2 separate regions of the Sus scrofa genome follow, and region 1 is linked to region 2. Evidence: chromatin contacts called from public HiChIP or PLAC-seq data. All regions are on one chromosome and are shown on one strand. Each heading gives the region's core, a stretch centred on a gene start, on an enhancer-like site or on the middle of the called end of the contact. The rest is flanking DNA. Distances are from core to core; before and after follow the strand shown.

Evidence for each region. HiChIP or PLAC-seq counts read pairs in DNA pulled down with a chosen protein or histone mark.
Region 1: a contact with region 2 is called in an H3K27ac HiChIP or PLAC-seq map of alveolar macrophages. The contact joins two enhancer-like sites. A contact is called at or near these places in 1 of 47 Hi-C or Micro-C datasets (embryonic fibroblasts) and 1 of 2 datasets of contacts at active chromatin or transcription factors (alveolar macrophages).

The regions. Positions count from the first base shown.
Region 1 is chr7:112,264,622-112,267,828 of Sscrofa11.1, reverse strand. No RefSeq gene overlaps it. Among named protein-coding and RNA genes, the nearest start is that of CALM1, 110 kb to the right of the region's middle. Within about 2 kb of position 1,493, at least 26 of the 83 cell types and tissues checked have an H3K27ac peak or open chromatin away from gene starts, as enhancers often do. A contact at or near this core is called in alveolar macrophages, where this site is marked.
Region 2 is chr7:112,072,887-112,076,041 of Sscrofa11.1, reverse strand. NRDE2 (protein NRDE2 homolog) reads left to right here. Exons shown (of 14, transcript XM_021099603.1): 3 at 355-588. Among named protein-coding and RNA genes, the nearest start is that of NRDE2, 16 kb to the left of the region's middle. Within about 2 kb of position 1,816, at least 2 of the 83 cell types and tissues checked have an H3K27ac peak or open chromatin away from gene starts, as enhancers often do. A contact at or near this core is called in alveolar macrophages, where this site is marked.

The DNA of each region.
Region 1 (3,207 bases), core at 244-2,743, 190 kb before region 2:
ACCCCACCCCCAGCAGCGGGGAAGGATCTGGGGGCAGGTCCTGGGATCAGTCTCAGGACCAGGGTGTCGGGGGGCTTTCAGTGTCTCCCCAGATGGGAACCAAGGCCTCCTGTCCCCTCTGCTCTTGCCTGTCCTCAAGGCCCAAGAGAGGGATATGTGTGTCCACATGGAGTAGCCCCCAGACTCCTCTGGATGGTCACTCAGAGCCCCTTTGTGGCCACACCAAGTCCTTGGATGCCCCACCCCATGTGCCCACAGGAAGTACCCCCTTAGCTTGGCACTCTCCCCACGTTCTCTGGAGATCTTCGCCCTCTACCCTGTTTATTTTGGGCACAGGGGGCAGCCTCTTCCCCACCTCAGCCACGCCTCCCCGCCCAGCAGCCCTGCCCCAGTGCCCCCCCACGGCGTAGCCAGCACAGGGTAAGACGGGCAGCACGGCTCCGATGAAGGATGAAGGCTTGAGAACAGCAAGGGAATTTCAAGGCAGGACCAGCCACATGGGGCCCTGCCCTCCCCTCCTCGACTCCATCCCATCCTCGCCCACAGGGAGCCTCTCGCTGCTCAGCCCCTCTTTCTTTATCTCTGCCTGACCCCTTCCCATCCCCCCCCACCTCTCGTGGCCCCCAGAGTGGACATTGTCCAATTGGAGGCACCAATCACATTTGCAGAAATCACAGGCCCACTCAGTCCTCCTCCGAGCCCTCCCTGGCCCTCTCTCTGGCTCCTCCACTTCTGCCTGCTCTGAGAGCATCCACGCCGGGACCCTGCTAAGGTCCTGTTCCAGGGGAGACACGCAGCAGGCAAGCCATGCTGAGCCGTAAAGACCCAAGGTTTCCCCCCTACACACACACACACACACACACACACACACACACACACACACACGGATGCCTGGTCCCCAGGAGACTCTCAGAACTGCCATCGCTCCAGCCACCAGCCTTCCTCCCACTCGTGGTCAGCTCATTTCCTGCTGCCCCCGCCCCCACCATGGCCGGATGGGACCAGGAAAAGGACATCCTGCAAACGTCTCAGGCAGCCAGGGAATCCTCCAGAAGGCCTTTGGGAGCCAGGCTGAGACCCACCCCCCTCCTCAAGGCCATACCCTGGGAGACATCCATTCCAGCTCTGTGCCTGCCTGGGGGTGACCCTGAGTCACTGACCCTCTCTGAGCCTCAGGGTCCAACGAGGACAGGCATCCCTTCCCAGCGTGAGTCAGCAGGCAGCTGTAGGGATTGCGAGGTGCCAGGAAGGGGTTACCACCCCACGGGGCCACCAAGTGGGGCCTGGGGGGCAGGCTGCAGCCGGACTCCACCTGGAGGCTCAGGCGCCCTGAGTGGGGCTGGCGATGGGGAGGTGGCAGGTGGGTTGTGGGGTGCCTTCTGCTCGTCTGCCCAGAGCAGGCACTCCAGCTGGGCCGCCCACAGCTTCCAGGGCCCTCCCACCTTCTCTGTCTTCTGCTGGTTGACCCCTGGCCTCCTGAGGACAATAGGGTTTCCTGGTGACCACTGGGCTGTGGGTCACAGAGAGCTGGCTGGAATTCCAGCTCTGCCAGGTCACGTCACCGCCAGTGGAGAAGGGCTTCCAGCTCCTGTATCAACATCGGGGTGACACGTCCCCTCACAGGGCTGCAGGCCTGTTAATATAACCTTGATGAAGCACAGTGCCTGGGGCCAGGGTGCGCTGGAGGGGCGACCCCATCTCTTCCCTGCCTAGTGCAAGGGGAGGCGTGGGGGCCCTGGAGCGCGTGGGGGACCATGCTGGCGCCCTCCTCCCTCCTCCCACACAGAACTATTTGCAGCCGAGCTGGAAGCCACACAGCAAGTCCCACTGCATTTCAACTGCATCCCTCTCTGCCTGGAGGAGGACATGGGGCCTGGGCCGGGGTCCTTCCTGCCCACAGTACCAGGTCAGCAGGGATGCAGCTGGTGGCCTGGCTCACGTCAGCCTCCTCGGCCCAGGGGCCCAGAGGGAGGCGAGACCCAGCCTTGCCCACATGCATGGTGCCGCTCTACTGTCTACAGCTGCCTGAGGCAAAGCCTGTGCCCAAGGGCTCAGGCTGTGTGTCTGCTGGTGGGGGGGTTTGAACCTGGGCCTGGATGCTCACTCTCTGAGAAGCCTTAGGGGGGTCACGAGGTCCGAGGATCCATTTCCTCACTTGTCAAATGGACTGAACAAGGTCATTGTGTTAATTTCCTATTGCTGCCCCAGTCAATGGCCACAAGCTTAGTGGCTTGACACAATACACGTCTGAAACGTGTGTCAGGCGACAACAATCGAAGTGTTGGCAGGGATGTGTTCCTTCCAGAGGCTTACCTTTTCCAGCTTCTAGAGGCTGCCGACATCCCTCGGTTGGTGGCCCATCCTCCATCCTCAAGGCCAGCCGTGACTCACTCTGACCTCTGACCTTCCTCATCACATCCGCTTCTCCAACCCTGACTCCTGCCTTCCTCTTGCCCATGTAAGGACCTTGTGATTACTTTGGGCCCAAGGGCGTAATCCAGGATTACCTCCTCACCTCTAGCTCCTTCGCTTAATCACACCCGCAAAGTCCCTTTGCTACGTAAAGTGACAAATTCACAGGTTCCAAAGATCAAGACATGGACATCTTTGGGGACTGTTTTTCTGCCAACCCCTCCTACCACGCGTGGATTCAGAAATACGAAGATCAGGAGTTCCTGTCGTGGCTCAGTGGTTAACGAATCCGACTAGGAACCATGAGGTGGTGAGTTCGATCCCTGGCCTCACTCAGTGGGTTAAGGATCCGGCGTTGCCGTGAGCTGTGGTGTAGGTCGCAGACGAGGCTCAGATCCCGTGTTGCTGTGGCTCTGGCATAGGCTGGCGACTACAGCTCCGATTAGACCCCTAGCCTGGGAACCTCCATATGCCGTGGGAAGCAACCCTAGAAAAGGCAAAAAGAAAAAAAAAAAAAAGAAATACGAAGATCAGAGTCATTAAATTCCCCCATCTGGCGTTCACCTTCTCAGCATTTTGGCCTATGGCCTTCCAGGAGTTTCCTGTGAGTGTATATTTTTAATGAAGTGAACTCATACTAAATTTAACACTTTACAGACACTTTCACTTAAGCTTCCCCTTGTCATTCAATCCTGTGGACAATTAAAGACAGCCTAACCTTTTTTTAGTAGTAGTAGTAGTAGTAGTATTTAACCCTGGCCCTTATTGTCAGTCAGTTAGGCTGCTCACACTGTC
Region 2 (3,155 bases), core at 567-3,066:
AAGGTCCTGCTGGCATAATATGTAGGACTGAAAATAAAGCTTTTATTGTGTCTTAAAAACTGTGATAAAATAATTGGTAGATTATTTTTCTTTAAAAGTGTGTAGATATGAAAGTGTAGGTTTAGAAGCTATTAAGATTAGAATTTCTTCACCTGATGTTATTTTAGGTCCAACTCCTAAGTCTTGAAGGTGAGCCCTAATCCAGAAAGGTGCTGTATAGTATATGGTCAAATAGTATGTCTGTGTGGACATTTATAGGATTTCCTTTTACTTATTTGTTTATTTGCATACTTATTTACACATTTTCCCTAATTTTCTTTTGAAAATAATTCTAGCATTGATTTTCCTAAACAGGAGTCCTTTGAAATCAGAGCGTTCAGATGAAAGTGACACTAACAGAAAGCCCACACAAACAAGCAGAAAGAAGAAGAAAGAGAAAAAAAAGAAAAGGAAGCATCAGCACCACAAGAAAACCAAGAGAAAACGTGGGCAGTCAAGCAGCAGTGGATCCGAGTCAGATACTGATTCTGAAAAGGACAAACCTTCCAGAAGCATCAGAGATGGAAACAAGGAATCAGAGAAACCAAAGTAGGTTTTCTCTTCTCAAAAACCTGTGATTTTTCATATCTTGAATTATTTCTCCCTTGATTGTTGGTGATAAGTTAGACATTTGAGTGAATATTTAGCCGCTCAATCAAAATAGAGTCAATAAATACCTTAGTAAAGCTGGGAAAAAGCAGAAAGAGCCCTACCATTAGGTCAACCTAAGAAAAGAAAACTTTCATTTTAAAAAAAGAATAAGGCCATGATTTTATTTGAGAAATATTGCTGAGGCACAGTAACGATTGTGTCAAAATCTGGTTCAGGCAAAAAGTATATAGGATTTTTGGAAGATAGAGAATGTGCCACTTGCTGGGCATATGGGCTAGTTCACTACTTAGTTTTACATGCATTTATTTATTTTTTATTTTTAAAATTTTATTTTTTAAGGTTTTAACACATTTATTTCGATGTTTTAAAATTTTTAAAACATTAAAAAAAATTTTTATTTATTTCTTTTGGCCATGCCAGTGGCATGTGGAAGTTCCCAGGCTAGGTATCGAACAGCAGAGACAATGCTAGATCCTTAACCCGCTGTGCCACAAGGCAGCTCCTTACATGCCTTCATAAAGAATGAGAAAAATGTCTTTCTCTTTCTTGACATGTCTTCCTTTCAGTCACCCACATTAAAACCCCTGTTGTATTGGGAGTTCCTATTGTGATTCAGCGGTAATGAACCCAGCTAGTGTCTGTGGGGACGCAGCTTCGATTCCTGGTCTCGCTAAGTGGTTGAGGATCTGGCGTTGCCGTGAGCTGTGGTGTAGGTTGCAGATGTGGCTCGGATCCCAAGTAGATGTGGCTGTTGTGTAGGCCGGCAGCAACAGCTCCAATTTGACCCCTAGCCTGCCAACTTCCGTATACCTCAGGCACTGACCTAAAAAGACAACCCCCGCCCCCCGCCCCGAGTTTGCTCCTGCATGTGCTTGCCTGCGCACTCTCTCTCTGGTTAAGGTTGATGTAGCACTTAAAATAATCATTGCTTTTGTCCTTATTTCACAGCTGTTTAGAATCACTGGGTTGGAGGTACAGAATGGCTCATGACCACCTACTTCCTTTCCTTGGGGGTTTTCTTTCTCCCCGTGTTTCGCTTGTCTGCCCTGGGCATAGCGTTCACGGCGTTCTGTAGATCTGGTCAGTGCAGGTGCTGAGTGATAGCTTTTCCTCTCTGCTAAGTCTGACCTCCTCCTGCGTAGGAGGCACTGTCCCATGTGTGTGACTCGCGGTATGTGGTGAAACTGCTTGAGTCATTCCTCAATTAACTTTTTTCTTTCCTTCGTTCATGTGGTCTAGAAGAGAGGAAATTTAAGTACCCGTTCGAGGCATACTTTAATAAATTTAGTGCTGTTAAGATTTTTATGACCCTTCAGGGCTTATTTGCTTTAGTTATGTGCTTATGAGTCCCACTGATGTTGGAGTTTCCATCAGAGGCAGACAACGTGGTCTGCTGGGATCCCTTTGTTATCAGATCAGCATTGGAGAACCACAGGCCTCTGTGGCTCAGAGGATCCAGATTTATTTAGCTCTGTCTGCGTCTCAGGTGCTGTGCCTGTAACCCTAGAAGAAGGAAAAATAAAGGAGTCTAGCAGAAAGATTCTGAATTTGACTGAATTTCTGTGGCAGAGCCACTCCTCCCTTCTTACCTTTGTATGCTCTTCCCCACCAGAGGTTAACGTAGGTCCTGATGTGTAATAAACTCTCAGTACATTTTTGTTCTGTGAATGAATGGATGAGTAGATCATTGATTCTTATTAGTATGTCTTCAAAGCAAATGCATAATCGTTGTGTGTTGTGAAGACTCATCTTTAACTATTTGTCTTTTTTTTTTTTTTTTTTGCTGAGGAAAATGAGTTTTATAGGATTTCCTGAAACTGTACCAGAACTACCATAAGAACTTGAAAGAGTAATTTTCAGCCTGTGCTTAACCACATCAGAAGTGATCTTTACAGTCTCTCGATAGTTTTATAATCTAGGTAGCACTTTTTTTTTTTTTTTTTTTTTTTTTAAGGGCTGCACCTGAGGCATGTGGAGGTTCCCAGGCTAGGGGTCAAATTGGAGCTACAGCTGCTGGCCGACACCACAGCCACAGCAACATCAGATCTGAGCCGCATCTTCAACCTACACCACAGCTCACAGCAACGCTGGATCCTTAACCCACTGAGTGGGGCCAGAGATCAGACCCATGTCCTCATGGATACTAGTCCATTTCCTTACCACTGAGCCATGACAGGAACTCTGATCCAAAGGCACTTTTAAGTTTGTTGATGTTTTGTAGAGTATCCCCATTAAGATTAGGGTGGGTTGTTCTTGTCTTTGTCTTTGACTTTCTTACTGTTCACTTCTGTAGCCTTTTCCTGGGAAGGTGACCTGGAAGAGTTGTTTGTTTCTGCACAGACAAGGACTAAGACATTAGTGAGTTGTGTCTTCTGTGATATCAGGAAAGCGGTGTTGGGTGTGTGGCCAGCAGGGTGGAGGGGGTTGTGTACCATATGGGGCTCTTATTCAGGGTCATCGGGGGACAGCTTCCCCAGAGACCATAGCTTCTTGCGACCTTCATT